2 separate regions of the Mus musculus genome follow, and region 2 is linked to region 1. The links are chromatin contacts, called in public HiChIP or PLAC-seq maps. All regions are on one chromosome and are shown on one strand. Each heading gives the region's core, a stretch centred on a gene start, on an enhancer-like site or on the middle of the called end of the contact. The rest is flanking DNA. Distances are from core to core; before and after follow the strand shown. Region 1 holds the start of Col18a1 (collagen, type XVIII, alpha 1). Region 2 overlaps Gm35837 (a long non-coding RNA gene).

Region 1 (7,031 bases), core at 2,898-5,397:
TTGGAGCCTCAGTCCTATGCAAACAGAGGCTTTAGGTCTTTGTGTGATGCCCTTTGCCCGTGAGTGATAGGAAGCTAGCACTTTGGTTCCTCCTCACTTCTGGAAAGTAGACAAACAAGAGGCCCAGCAAATCAAGTACAGGGTGGCTACGTCAAACCTCAGAAACTGCGGACTACATAAAAGCTGAGCAACTGCCCTGCTCTGAGACAACCACTTCTCAACGGCGGGCCAGCCTCTTGAGCTGTGAGTGTTCCAGCCCCATACTGTATTTGTGCTGTTGGACAGGACTTTTCCACGGTGGCATCTTTCATTAAGGTCTCTTCACAGGGACATAGTGCTTTGCTTTATAGGTATCCCACAATCTTGTAACTCGTAGTTACAAAATTCTGCCAGGGCTGGGCAGTGGTGGCGTAGGCCTTTAATCCCAGCACTTGGGAGGCAGAAGCAGGTGGATTTCTGAGTTCGAGGAAGGCCTGGTCTACAGAGTGAGTTCCAGGACAGCCAAGGCTACACAGAGAAACCCTGTCTCGAAAAGCCAAAAAAAAAAAAAAAAAAAAAAAAAAAAAAGAAAGAAAAACAAACAAGAAAAATTCTGCCAGGATTCGTCCTTCTGTCAGGATACATCTTTCCACGCAGTCTGCCTTCAAGGCTTAGCTGTTCATCACAGGGATTCTTGTCAAAGACAGCCTTAGTGCTGAGCATTGGTCATAGATGAGGCAAGCTGGAAAGCTGTCCCCCACTGTGTAGCAACCGGCATATCTTGGTTCTATGGAAGTATCTACTAGGACCAAGCCTGGGGCAGAGATTGGGTATAGATACAAAGTGTCAGGATGACCCCACAGTATGGAACCTGGTTGAGACTAGACTTCTGATAGACACCGTGCTTTTCATAGCTACCTGGCCCTTTCTGTAGTTTCCCCCTTCCTGGTGAAATGTTACTTGGTGGCCATTGTGATTTGGATCTCCACGTATTAAAGGTTTGGTCCCCTGTCTTTGGTGTCACTGGGAGGTGAAGGAAAACTGAGCGCCTCGTGGTGGAAAATAAAGTCATGAAGCATGTCCTTTGAGGGACTGTTGGTCCCTCTCTCTTCCAGTCGATCAGTGGGCAGCCTCCTCTGAGATAGGCTTCCTGTTGTGATGTTCTGGCAGGCTTAAGGTTCCAATATGACTGGGCTCTTGCTCTTGCTCCTTCGCCTGCTTGCTGCGTGAGACTGAGTAACTGCTAGATCCTTGGACTTCCATTCACAGCTGCGACTGAACCATTGTTGGGAATTGGGCTGCCGACTGTAAGTCATCAATAAATCCCTTTACTATCTAGAGACTGTCCATAAGTTCTGTGACTCTAGAGAACCCTGACTAATACAGAAGTTGGTATTAAAAGTTATAAAGTTGGTAGTCTGAACCCTAAGAAGTGAGGATCCTAAAGGAGACATTCTTCCTTCTAAGTTGATTGTGTTTTTTTTAATTTTGTCACAGCAACAGGAAGCTGACTCACACGTAGCTCATGCCCAACTCCATGGTGTCGCTCTGGGCATAAGAGTAGAAACAGAGTCTGGAGTTGAACCCAAGATGCTAGGGGAGCCAGGCACCATGCTGAGGACCGATCTCTCTCTCTCTCTCTCTCTCTCTCTCTCTCTCTCCCTCCCCCTCTCTCTGTGTGTATGTGTTTCCTCTTCTGTGCCCCTCAGTTGCAGAGACTAGGGCTAGAGCTGAGCATATTGATGCGGAAGAAGAGGAAGGGCATAGAGTCTAGCACTAACTGAGATCTTCCTAAGTGCATTTCTGTATTTTCAGCCCCCCCCCCCCCTTCTAGAGTGATCATGTGTTAATTGTATATACGAAGGGATCAAAACCCTTCTAGGAAAAAGCTGTGAATATTATGGGGGGAATGGAGATGTTGTAAGGGCCCAAGAGCAGGACAGAGACTATAGGAAAGACGTATAGAACATGCCGGGATTTTTTTTAACAGCCACTGTTGCTTCCTGACACTGCATTCATAGCAGAGAGCTCCTGTGGGTGATTTCCATTGTCAGTAGCTTTGACACCTTTGAATAATCTTCCCTGTGTCTGGGAAAGACCAGGAGGCTTGCTTGTCTCCTGCTGCTCCTCCTTCACCATCCCCAAACTCTTCTGAAGTGGACTCCCCTCAGCCTGAGGTGTCAAACCTTGAAGAAGGCAGGCAGCGGACTCTGAAGCCCCCGGATGCCTGGTGTGCCCCCCTCCATTTCAGGATTTCTCCCAGGAATGACAGACAGCCCTGGGGGCTACATCCCGCCACCTGCAGAGGCCTGCAGTTTTGGACACATAGTTGAGCTCCAATCGGCTAATTGAAGATTGAGGAATTAGGCCCTACTGCAGTGGGAGCAGACCTGGAAGGCAGGCAGAAGAAACAAGAACCCCCTCCTCCCCCTCCCCCCAAACTCCTTCTCCTTCCCCCAAGTCTACCTCAGACTCCCCACATGGGCATGGCTTCCAGGTAGACAGACATGAATACAAAGAGAGACAGGATTACTGAGATCCAGGACATGCCCCTACATGTATGTGTGCACGAATACATGTCATCGGACACACACGTGCACATGCTAAGTATAACTATGGAAAAACACACGTGGAGTTGCACACAAAGACCTGCCAGGCACAGACAGCACATGGACCTATCCTCGCCTCTGAAATAGTTTTGAAAAAGAGTGCAGGGCAATCAATCATTTGTATTCTTTTAAAAAAATGTGGACTACAGTCCTCTAGATTGCTTTCTTCCTCCCTGTGCCCTTTTCACCTGGACAGGGACTCCAGGTTTGAAGGCGGATGAAGTGGGGATGTGGGCCAGGTGGATGGGCGAGACTGGGCAGGCCCCTGGGTCTGGGGCAGGATCCGGCCTTTGAAGCCTGGAGAGGATTCAGATGATGTGAGCAGATGAGAATCCCAAGCAGGCCTCGGGCTGCAGCTGCGGAGCAGTGGGCAGAGGGAGGGCAGAACCAGCCCAGGTCAGGAGGCTATATGGAGACTAAGAGGAAGGGAGACTGGAGAGGGGCCTGGGAGGATTAGGAAGAACTCTGGGGTTTAGGAAAAGCTATGGGGTGTTACTGAAGGACTTGGTCTCTGGTCTGCAGAAAAAGTGTGAGTCACTTGAGATGGTACAGACTCAGGGTGGAGGTGTGAGAAGGTCTGGGGACCCTGGCTGAACCTGGATAGTTCTTTGTGGTCTGGGAAATGAGCCAGGCTAAGAAGGACAGTGGAGATGGGCAAGGATGAGGGCTGGGGAATTTGGGAAATTGTCACTAGGCCAGCGCGAATGGCTTTCTGGAATCTGGATTTGCTGTTTGATAGGGGTCAATGTCTCTGATTTTGTTAAAGGCCAGGCCAGGAAGGCCATGCTGCCCTGTTGTTGGAGGAAGGAGCCCAAAAGAGAGAAAAATGTGTGTGTGTGTGTGTGTGCTTACTTGAAGGTACCTTTTTGTCTCTGGGTATTCCAATTGTGTGTGGGGGGGGTGGATGTGGGGACAGGGGTCACCCCTGGGTGTGGCTGGCTTCATAACACATGTACACCTGCAGGCAGCTCTTGGAGGAGATACCCGTGGGGGTGCACCATGGCAACGTGCACGGTTTAGAGAGCCTGCCCTGGACTAGAAGACAGTGGAGATATTGAGGCTGGCAGGACCCTCATGACACACCCAGGGATCCAAGAGTGCAAGGGACATAAGAAGTGGTCGTGGTCGCTCCGAAGTTTCCACTGATGGTAGATGTCTTCTTTCTTCAAATCTCTGACCTTCCCGTTGTCCACCTCACAGACTGAACACATGCCCTGCAGTGGGCATGAATTAATGAATGCGGGACATCCTTGCACCTTGCTCTGGCTTTGAATCTGGATCTCACATATTGCCTCTGGTAGCTTCAGGAGGCAACATGGTATGAAGGGACAACACCCGCGTTGGAGACATTGGAGAGAGGACGAGACTGCCACTCAGAGTTTTAGAAGCTGCGATAGATGCCAGCCCTTGTTCACCCTGCTTGCTCCCAGGTTCCGATCCTACCAGATTGCTCACCGGGTCCTCTCTGGCCCAGCTCTGCTTCTTGAGCCCAGAGCCCCGCCCATCGAGCTGTCTCCGCCCCGTCCCGCCCCTGCCCACCCCTGCCCTAGCCCGCAGCAGCGGTCGGGAGCACTGTGGGCTAGCGGCTCACCGAGGAGCTGGGTGCAGCATCCGGGCGCAGACGGCCTGGCCTGGGGAGATGGCGCCCAGGTTTGCAGGCTCAGGGCTAAAGGGTGAGAGGGGTTGCGGGTCTCTTGGGCTCCACTGACCTGTGACTGTCCTCCGCAGGTGGCACCTCCTGGATGTGCTCACCAGTTTGGTCTTGCTGCTGGTGGCACGCGTCTCCTGGGCAGAGCCAGGTAAGCCTGGATGGAAACATAACTTGGTGCCCCAGGGTTCGCTCTACTTACGTGCCTTTTGTGCAGTTCTGTGGCTTGTCCCCGAAACAGCCACCTCTTATCCTGTACGGTCTGCCGGGAGGCAGTGGCGTCCGGGCCCTGCCCACGCGCAGGTGGCGGCCGGTGGCTGGAGCGCTCAAGGGTAGCGCGATGGTGGCGTTTTCAGTGCTGTGTTGCTTATGTTGGCCATTCATTCTCTAGGGTTTGAGCGTCTGGGGTTCCGGGGTGCGAGCTGTCCGTGTTTGGAGTCCCTTGTGGGGTGGCCAGACTTAAGCGGCTCTGCGGGGAAGTTTGTGCGTTCCGCTGGCTAGGCAAGCAGAGGCATACACCCGTGTCCCACCTCACCAATGTTGCCCTTCCTGGCCTCATTCTGGTCAACGCTTGAGTGAGTGGCCGCCGCCGGTCCCTCCAGGTCCTCGGGAGGGACCGTGGGCGGGGTTTGTCACGGCTGAGAAAGAACCGAGAAAGATCGTTAAGTGCATGGCGTCATCTTTGCGTTTCCAACCTGTTGAGGCAAAACTGCGCGCGTTTGCCCGGGGCCGGACTCCGGTGGCCGGCTAGTCTTTGTGTACCACTGCAGCTCCAGGCCCCTGTCCCCCGCGCCTGCAGTGGTGTCGGGTTGCGCGCGGTCCCCTTTGATGCTGATGAGCGCCAAGCGCAGTCAGGCCGGCCACAATGCTCCTAAGCCCACGGAATCGTCGCCTTCTTTGCTGCCCTGTGAGGACCGCAGCAGCATGGGCGCACTGAGAACTGCTTTGCCACCAGCTCAGAGATTCTGCAGCTAACCAGCAACTGGCTGCTCTCCTCCTGCTCAACATATCCAAGAGGCTCCTGAGTTGGGGGTTGGTGCAATGCCAGACTGCCGGGGTAGAAACCCCGCGCTTTATCACAAAGGCGCCTGCTGGTGACCTCCCGAAAGAACCAAATCCGAACTCTGCAGTATCACCTGCTGTGGTCCCAGGCCTCTTGCCACAGCATCATGAAGGATAAAAGATAAAGAGAGGAGGGGAGTCACTCTGGGAAGGAAAAGTAACTTGGTACATTGCTTTAGTGCGTTAGTCACTTCAGGCTAAACATCAGTACAGGCCCTTTTAAACAGCAGATCTGAAAAGCACCTGTTGCTTGGGTAGCAGATAGTTCTTCATTTATTTGTGTTAACTACAGGGGGTGGGGTGGGGTGGGGTGGGGTGGGGGTAGGGTAACGCCTTTCAACTGCAGGAGATGGGTCTTGGCCAGGCTGTTCTTACTGACCAACCGCGTGGCACTTGGGGCTATTAATCAAATGAGGGCCTGGCAGGGGCTGCAGACAGGGATTTGTAAGCCTGGGGCCTCTTCTGTAACCACTGATGACAAAGGAAAGATGCTGGAGAGAGCAGCACACACACACACACACACACCAGCCCCCCAGCTAGACTGGTTTCAAGTGTAGAAAGGTGATAGATCGTAATTTTAGCCTTTGGGTGGAACAAACCTCTGTGTCTGTAAACTTGGCGATCTAAGGATAACCTTGGGAAGGTGATGTCTCTCTGCTTGCTGTAGCTACTGTTGGGGGTTTTAGTGGTGCACCCTCAGGGACAGGGAGGTCCCTCTAGAGATGTCCAAGGAATGTGATTCTTTTGCCTCCTGGAGGTTGAGTCAAAAGCTGCTCAGTGGGGGGGGGGGGGGCGGGGGCCGCGGCTTGTGTTGCTTACACCAGCTCCTCCCCCAACATGGCCAGGGCTCCTCATCCCGGTAGGGCTGAGTCCTCTGGACCAGGATAACTGTTGAGCTTTTAAGTTATTGGGGGTGGGGGATGGGTATGGAGGGGGAGGAGGTATGGGGGTGGGGTGGGGGAGAACTAATATGCCTGAAATCCTGACTGGCAGGTTGTGATTTGCTTGGGTCATGTAGAAACCGCCCTTAGCTGCCTGGAGGCCTAGCTACATCTCCAAATAAATGTGTCTATGCTGAGCAAAGCCCCTCTCTGTTTTTGGACTGGTCCTGAGGTGCTGCCCATTCTGAGATTCCTTTGGATGCTCTGAAATAGTGGGTTGTATCTCTACTCTTAACCTGCCTCGGGGGAGCTGTCACACCACCTAGGACTCCTAGGATATGCAAGGTCCCCCATTTGTCTGCAGTTTCTTCTCTTGTGCACTCCTATTCGCCGTGTGGTTATGGACTTTAAAGAGGGGTCTGTGAGGAAAGAGGACACGCCAAGGAGGCATCTATGGGTGCTCATAACCACCCTGGTGCTGACTTCATATCCTCTTGTCCCCAGCTCTTCTCGTGCTTGACTTTCCTACAGATTGCCTGTGCTCTATGCCTGACTCTTAGCATCGCTACTGACTACAGCTGCTTTAGCACACAGCAGTGCCCCTGAGCTGCATTCCCTCAGTAGGTCTGCAGGGATGGGGCACACAGGCACTTGGTAACATTAGACTTTAAGTTAGTGGGAAAGGGCTCCCATTCCTTGCCTCACCCACTGGGGAGTCTTCAGGATTCAGATGCAAAGACCTTGAAGATAGTTTTGAATTTCAGCAAAACTTGTTTTTCAGGGTACTCCTGTTTTTCCTTCAAAGGAAGGGAGGGGGGCTGAGAGAGGGGAAGCCCTCTTCCTGAGGAAACC
Region 2 (7,031 bases), core at 2,502-5,001, 49 kb before region 1:
TTAAAAGTGAGTTTGGCAAAGACCTTGAATGAGGTAAGTGAACAGATGTCAACCAAGAGTTAGACCTGAAGCAAAATGCCCTGATTTCAATAGCATTGAAAACCACCAAATAGCTAACGAATCACAAAAGGTGTGTGTGTGTGTGTGTGTGTGTGTGTGTGTGTGTGTGTGTGTGTGTGTATGTGTGTGTGTGTGTGTACGTGTACGTGAAAGCCTATCTGCATAATATATGGAGTCCCATAGTAGGATGAGAATGTCTTCCTCTGTCTCTGCCATATTGCCTTTGAGATGGTCTCTCACCTAACAAGAGGTTCGCCATTCATCAAGGCTGGCCAGCAAGTGAGCTTTTAGGATCCATCTGGCTTGGTCCCCCAGTACTGGGTGTACAGACAAATGCAACCATGCCTGGCTTTCTATGTGGGGACCAGGAATTTGAACCCTGCTTCTTGTGTCTGCCAAGCAAGCACCCTTCCCTATTGACTTACCTCTCCTCACAAAAGATTTTGAAGACTATAAAATATTTATTAAGGTTGGTGAAGGAAGACTTAAATAAATGAAGAGATGTGCATTTTCAGGCACTAAGGGGCAAATTACAAAAATCATAATTAAAAAAAAAGATCTGTAGGTCAACGAACATTCCCAGGATGCATTTGAGTGTGTACAGCATGGGAGGAGGGGCCAGCGATGTCACAGGAGTAAGGGGAGACTCACCACCAGATGCTAAGACAGTGCACAGCTACAGATACCAGGCAGGTGACAGCACTCAGCAGAGGTGTGTTGACCAATAGACACCACAGTCCAAGTGATTCAGAGAACCCCTGTGACGCTCATGAGAAGAGGGAAGGAGAAGACAGAAAGAGCCACACCGCATGTGGCACAGAACCAGGTCCCATTGTGATGGATGAACTGATGTGAAGGGAGAGACCATGACATATTCAGCAGGGAGCACAAGGACATCGAGTATCAAGAGCTGGGGGTCTCCTGGTCTCTTAGTTAGGGTTTTACTGCTATGAACAGTCACCATGACCGAGGCAACACTTATAAATGGCAGCATTTAATTGGGGCTGGCCTACAGGTTCAGAGGTTCAGTCCAGTATCATCAAAGCGGGTACATGGCAACATTCAAGCAGGCATGAGCTGAGAGTTCTACATCTTCATCTGAAGGCTGCAGGCCTTCCAGGCAGCTAGGATGATGGTCTTAAAGCCCACACAGTGACACATTTCCTCTAACAAAGCCACACCTACTTCAACAAGGCCATACCTCCAAATAGTGCCACTTCCTGGGCCGAGCATATCCAAACCATCACAGTTAGTAAACAGGACAGTGTCCTGTCCACATAAAACTGAGGCTCGGAAACGGGTGCTCCAGAGACCTCACTGTCAGGGGAGTGAGTGGCTTGTATATACCAGGAAGTTAGCTGGGACCTCAACTGATAGAGCAAAGATTAGTGGCATCCCCCAAATAGGTAAATGAATGTCAGCTTATCTAGACAATGGGATACTGTACCACAGTTATGATGAAGGTCCCTGGGATCGGTACAAGGCGTGGTGTAGGTGCTCCTGGGCAGATGTTGGGTGTGCTGGAGACTCACACAGTGCCACAGTGAGAAAGGTAGTATTAGTTCCTGGATTCATGGGCTCCATTCATGCTCCAAACCAGACCAGTTCAAAACCCTGCTGTGTGCGTGCTGCAATTCTGCTTTAGGGTTGACGCTTGGATAGAAGCACCTCATGATCCACCCATCAGCCTCCGGGCCCTGACCACGCCTCCCCCCATGTCCACAGCAGGGGTCAGGGCAGAGTGATGGAGACTTACAGTCCCCTACATTCCTCTACTGCTTCCATGGGTGTGTGTCCCCACAGCTCTTCAAGTCCCCTGAGCCTTAAGCCCAGAACCCTGTGACCAGCTTGTGAGGCCAGGGTAGGAATCCAAAAGCCTCTGGGCCAGAGCCTCAGCCCTGTGCTAGGAGGAGCACTGGACTCTGCCCTCAGCCGAGGGCCCAGTGGATCTCTACAAGGACGTCTGTCCACAGTTCACACTCCTGCCTTGTTATCTTGTTATTCCCAGTCATTCCCAGGAAGCAAGCTTCATGAAGCTGTCAGGAATGAACTCCACAGGCCGTGCTTCCCCCTCCATGCATCCATGCGTGTGTGTGTGGGGGGGTGGTGGTGTGTGTGGGTGTGTGTGTGTGCACTCACATACATATGATCCCAGAGGCCGTCCAGCTGCCAAGATTCCTCCATCTTCCCTAATGAGCCTCTTGGGAACTCGAGAGCCCAGGGAAAGAGACATGGTCAGCTTTGTTCTTCCAATGTTTCAGATAACCAGCTGTAGGCAAAGCTCTGGAGATCACTTCTGTTCATTTCTACACTACTCAAGGGTGTGGCTCCTGAACTTGAAAATACGTGTGTACGTACATACACATATCCACATGTACATACTACATACTCAGGCCAAACGGACACATACATGCACACACACACACACACACACACACACACACACACACAGAGTCTCGTCACATACACACATACAACATGCGCATTAATTGTAGCATGAACATATATGAGCTTGCACGTGTATACACATATGCATGTTTACGTGCATGCTATGTCTGTCCGTGGCATATGTCTTTACATACACACACACACACACAAGTGTGTGCATCTATCTAGACTCCTCAAGTGTTGGGCCCAGCTTGCTCCAGAACTCACTGTTTTTAGCAATGGCAAACGGGGACCCCTGCTAACCCCAGTCTGGCCTGAGGCTTCCATCACACCTCCTGAGCTCCCCAAGGAGACGCTAGGCTAGAGTTCCCCTGACCCAGATCCTGGGGACAAGGAGGCTGCCCAAGCCTCTTCTCAGGTCCTAGAGAAGCCTGGACAGGCTTTTATTCCTCAGTCCTGTCTAATCTGTAGAGATATCAGGCTAGGATAATTTGCCTGGTGATGAATTAGTAGATAACTGCTCCAAAATGACATGGAATTTAAGGGAAGGCTCTTATCTGATGTGGAGACACCAAGAAGCAGGCTGGGAAGCCGAAGCCCTTGGAGCCTAGGATCACAGTAGACCAGGAAATGAACCAGGGCCTAGAAAGAGAGGAGACCCACTCCTCCCAAGTTCTGACTTGGTGGCTCTGGGGTGGTGGCACTTCACGTTCAGAGCCCAACATGAGAAGAAGCACTTGTTCAGGACAGGCAATAGACACAAAAGCCAGGACTCTGCAAAGAGAAGACCCAGGAGAGGCCAGCAAGGAGCCTCAGGACCCCTGAGGTCCAGCAGGGATGGGAGCACCATAGAGATCCATGAAAGTGCTGGATGCTAAGTGGCCAGAGTGTGTCAGAGTGCATCAGTGTGTGCCAGCCTGTGAGTACCTACCGAGCTGTCCATGCCTCGCAGGCAGGTCTAAGGTGGATACCTCTATCTGCTTCCCTGCAAGTTCTAAGTGAGAGGCCCTTGTTCAAGAAGTGTATCTGTCTATGTGTGGCCCTAATAGGTGGGTCTCCCAGAGCCTTAACCTACGCCCACAGATTCTGGGCAAAGAGAGGCCTGGGTGATTGGAATATTCACCCTTCCTGTGGGGCAGAGGGCTTATCTGCCCCTCCCAGGACCACTTCCTTCCTCCCACACAGATAATGCATGGAGCCTGTTCCTGGAAAGTCTGACAGCGCAGCCTCAACCTGACCTCTTTCCATACATTAGGAGGCTGCACACCCTGCTGAGTGCTGGCACCTGGGACCTACTTCCTGCCCCAGGCTGGCTGGAGTCCATGGGCTAGCCCCAAGAGCAGCCATTTGTGCTCAGACTGTGCCACAGCCCGGAGCCCTTTCTCCAACTCAGCTCCAGCTGCTGGGGAGCTACAGGCCTGCGGGCTGAGATGCTGGGATGTCAGGGCCTGATCAAAGCAGGCTGTGTGGAGGGTGCTTGAGAGATGAAAAGCCAGAGGTCTGTGCCTCAAGGGGCTTCACAGAGGAAGGACTTCTCTCAGCCCAGCTGCAGATGGGACAACTGGTCCTCTTTCGGAGGATGTGGCAATATGTATTGGTCGGTTACTGAAGTCCCTGCCTGAGTCTTTGCCATCACAGTCTTAGGATACTCAGAGCCTCCACTTCACTAGGGGGCTGACACGACCCTGATGCCTGAATTAGGTGTTAACAGAGGAGAAAACAAGAGGCAACCCAGCACCTGAACACGAACACAAAATGCTTCATAAAGTGTAAGAGAACAGGAACATAGGAAAGACCCCAGGAGTCGCTCAGCTCAAGAATGCCAGCTTCATTAACTACTGAAAAAGAATATAATTCACAATGGTGGCAAAATTATACACATATTATATGATTATATATAGATGTGCTTGTATATATGACTATATACCTGTGCTTATCTAGAATATATATAATTTATGGCTTGGGGGGATCACCACAACATGAGGAACTCTGTTAAAGAGTCACAGCATTAGGAAGGTTGCGGACCACTGCCCTAGGGAGAGGGATAAAGACAATGGACCCAAGTGCAAAGCATTGTCAAGGAACAGTGAGGTTCAGAATGGCCCCTTTTTGTTTCTGTAACTTTAATTTTCCTTTTCGTTTTAAGTTATTTTAAAACAAAGCAGTAGCGGGGGCCGGGTGTGGTAGGTTGAATAAGAAACAACCATTTCCTTCTAAGGGAAGTAGCCACATGTTCACAATCACAGCAAAGAGGCCCTGAGACCAAGTTCATGGAGGGAGCTGTTTGCCGGCAGTGTGCTGAGGCTGCATATTTTCAAAGCTGACCTTAGCTCCCTCTCGTGAAGAAGGGGGGCCAGGGCTCTCTTCCTAATCAGATGTTCTTTATGACGCAGAATTTTTGGCTTTTGGCTTTTGGTCTTTCTGTTAATGATGCTTTCTGGATGACCACTCGGGTGCCTCAGCGCACACCATTTCTCTTTCTTCTTATGGTGACTGTCACTGACACTTGTCACATATTACTCAGGAGACCTAGAGCCCCCACAATAAGCTTTGTCTGGGCACTAGAGGTCTGATTCACAAGCCAGCAGACAGAAGCCTGTCACAAACAGAAGGCATGCTGGGTATAACAGGGTACTATGGTGTCTGAGCCTTCAACCTGGGGTGTCAACACACCTGGGTAGGGAAGTGTGAAAAGAGACCTGTTTCAGATAGACAGAGAAGATAGCCAAGGACATCCTTTCTTTAGATCCCAGGACTCTCATAGAGACCTATGGAACCTGAGATTCCTGTTGTACTGGTTACATTTACGTTAACCTGACACAAGCTAGAGTCATCACAGAAGAAGAAGCCTTAGTTAAGAAAATGCCCCCATAAGATCCAGCTGTAGGCAAGCCTGTAGGACATTTTCTTAGTTAGTGCTTGATGGGAGAGGGCTCAGCCCATTGTGGAAGGAGCCATCCCTGGGCTGGTGGTCCTGGGTTCTATAAGAAGTAGGCTGAGCAAACCACGGGGAGCAAGCCAGTAAGCAGCACTCTTCCACAGCCTCTGCATGAGTTGCTGCCTCCAGGTTCCTGCCCTCCGTGAGTTCCTGTCCAGACTTCCATCAGTGATGAACTGTTATATGGAACCCTGAGTGAAATAATCCTTTCTTCCCCAAGTTACTTTGGGGATTGGTTTTTCAACACAGCCGTAGTAACCCTAAGGTACCGGGATCCTGGGGTATTGCGGTCACAGACCTGACTGTGTTGTTTTGGGGATGATCATGGAAGGGGTTTGGTGAACTTTGGTCCAGAAAAGTCACTGAGGGTTCAAAGTATGCTGAGCTCTTCTGTGGAGCTTGGGAGATAAGAATGTGGAGAGCAGGGCAGGCGACGGAGGCCTGCCTGGCTTGAGAAGTTCTGAAGGACAGTTTGAGAGCCACTTAATGACTCTCTTGAGGACATGTGCTATTTTGAGTTGAGAATCTTTGGTTCTGGTTAGTTGGGGGCTGAAAAATCTGCTGATTAATGAGACCAGAACCAATAAAACCTTTGTTTTACTGGAATAGTCCATGCTGGTCTGCTGGAACAAAAACAAACAAACAAATAAAAAATTAGCGGTAATTAAGAGACCAGTGTGGGAATGGAGTTGAACCCATGTTCAGTTCCTAGCATCTGGCAGCTCACTACTCTCTGTAACAGCAGTTCCAGGGGATCGGACACCCTCACACAGAACAGGCAGACATGCAGGCCAAACACCAGTGCACATAAAAGAAAAAGCAATCATTTACAAAGAGAAGAGGAGACCAACATCACCAACTGGGACCCCACAGTTCAAGATCTGCCCATGGTCCCTATCTTCCTGGTAGACAGAATTCCTCTTGTGAAGAGACGGGGCATCTGTGTGCTCAGGCAAGTTTGTCCCTACCTGTCCCCAGCAAAGGCCAAGTCAGAATATTTATTCTGAGCCTTCTGCCACAGAGGACTCCAAGGAGCTACAGCCAGTGTTCATGAGACCAAGTGTTAGGACAATACCATGTGCAGCTTTTGTGTGTGTGTTGGCGGGGGGGGTCGGGTCTGGTCCTGCCTCCCTGCACCTCACTGACTTTTAGTGTCCTGGTTACCCTAGAGGAATTTGACCAAGAAGGCTCAGTGCAGGTCACATGATAGTCACCCAGGTCATACTGAGAAGTTCTTGTTGCCAGCACTCTGACTGCAAGGACACCCTTGGTGAGACTTAGAAGGTCCGGGAAAGAGGTGAACGAGGCTTGGGAGTCTTTTCTCTGCCTTGGCCTCTCCATGAGACCGCAGCCCTACAGAATTCAGGTTGTGGATCACAGGTGCCTCTCTAAGAGCTTCCCTGCATATGTGATTTGACAGAAAGCACAGCACTGGCATCTATAATCATCACCACCAACTGTCCCTCACCTTAGAATCTCCCCTTGGCCCCTTACTGGGGCCCAAGCAGAGCTGAGTCTTACTCCTTTAGTAGTGTGTGGGAGTGTGTGTGTGTGTGTTGAGACTGGTTGCCATGGAAACCCCAAGCCACTGCCCCGCTGAGGGATGGATGCATTCCTAACATCTCTGTTGGTCAGAGTGGGAGAC

What was found. HiChIP or PLAC-seq counts read pairs in DNA pulled down with a chosen protein or histone mark.
Region 2: an HNF4G HiChIP or PLAC-seq map of pancreatic cancer cells shows a contact between it and region 1. The contact joins the enhancer-like site here to the promoter of Col18a1 in region 1. A contact is called at or near these places in 8 of 39 promoter capture datasets (the 3T3-L1 cell line, the C10 cell line, the HPC-7 cell line and 5 more), 1 of 15 datasets of contacts at CTCF or cohesin (the G1E-ER4 cell line), 13 of 484 Hi-C or Micro-C datasets (the C2C12 cell line, the G1E-ER4 cell line, the N1E-115 cell line and 7 more), 17 of 115 datasets of contacts at active chromatin or transcription factors (bone marrow-derived macrophages, craniofacial prominence, double positive thymocytes and 11 more) and 4 of 9 other capture datasets (adipose tissue, bone marrow-derived macrophages, macrophages and 1 more).

Annotation. Positions count from the first base shown.
Region 1 is chr10:77,163,646-77,170,676 of GRCm38.p6, reverse strand. Col18a1 (collagen, type XVIII, alpha 1) reads left to right here and starts at 4,147. Exons shown (of 42, transcript NM_009929.3): 1 at 4,147-4,238; 2 at 4,317-4,387. The coding sequence starts at 4,228.
Region 2 is chr10:77,212,486-77,219,516 of GRCm38.p6, reverse strand. All of the region lies in intron 1 of Gm35837 (a long non-coding RNA gene), which reads right to left. Among named protein-coding and RNA genes, the nearest start is that of Gm40704, 5.0 kb to the right of the region's middle. Within about 2 kb of position 3,751, at least 49 of the 459 cell types and tissues checked have an H3K27ac peak or open chromatin away from gene starts, as enhancers often do. A contact at or near this core is called in the G1E-ER4 cell line, the HPC-7 cell line, bone marrow-derived macrophages and 3 more, where this site is marked.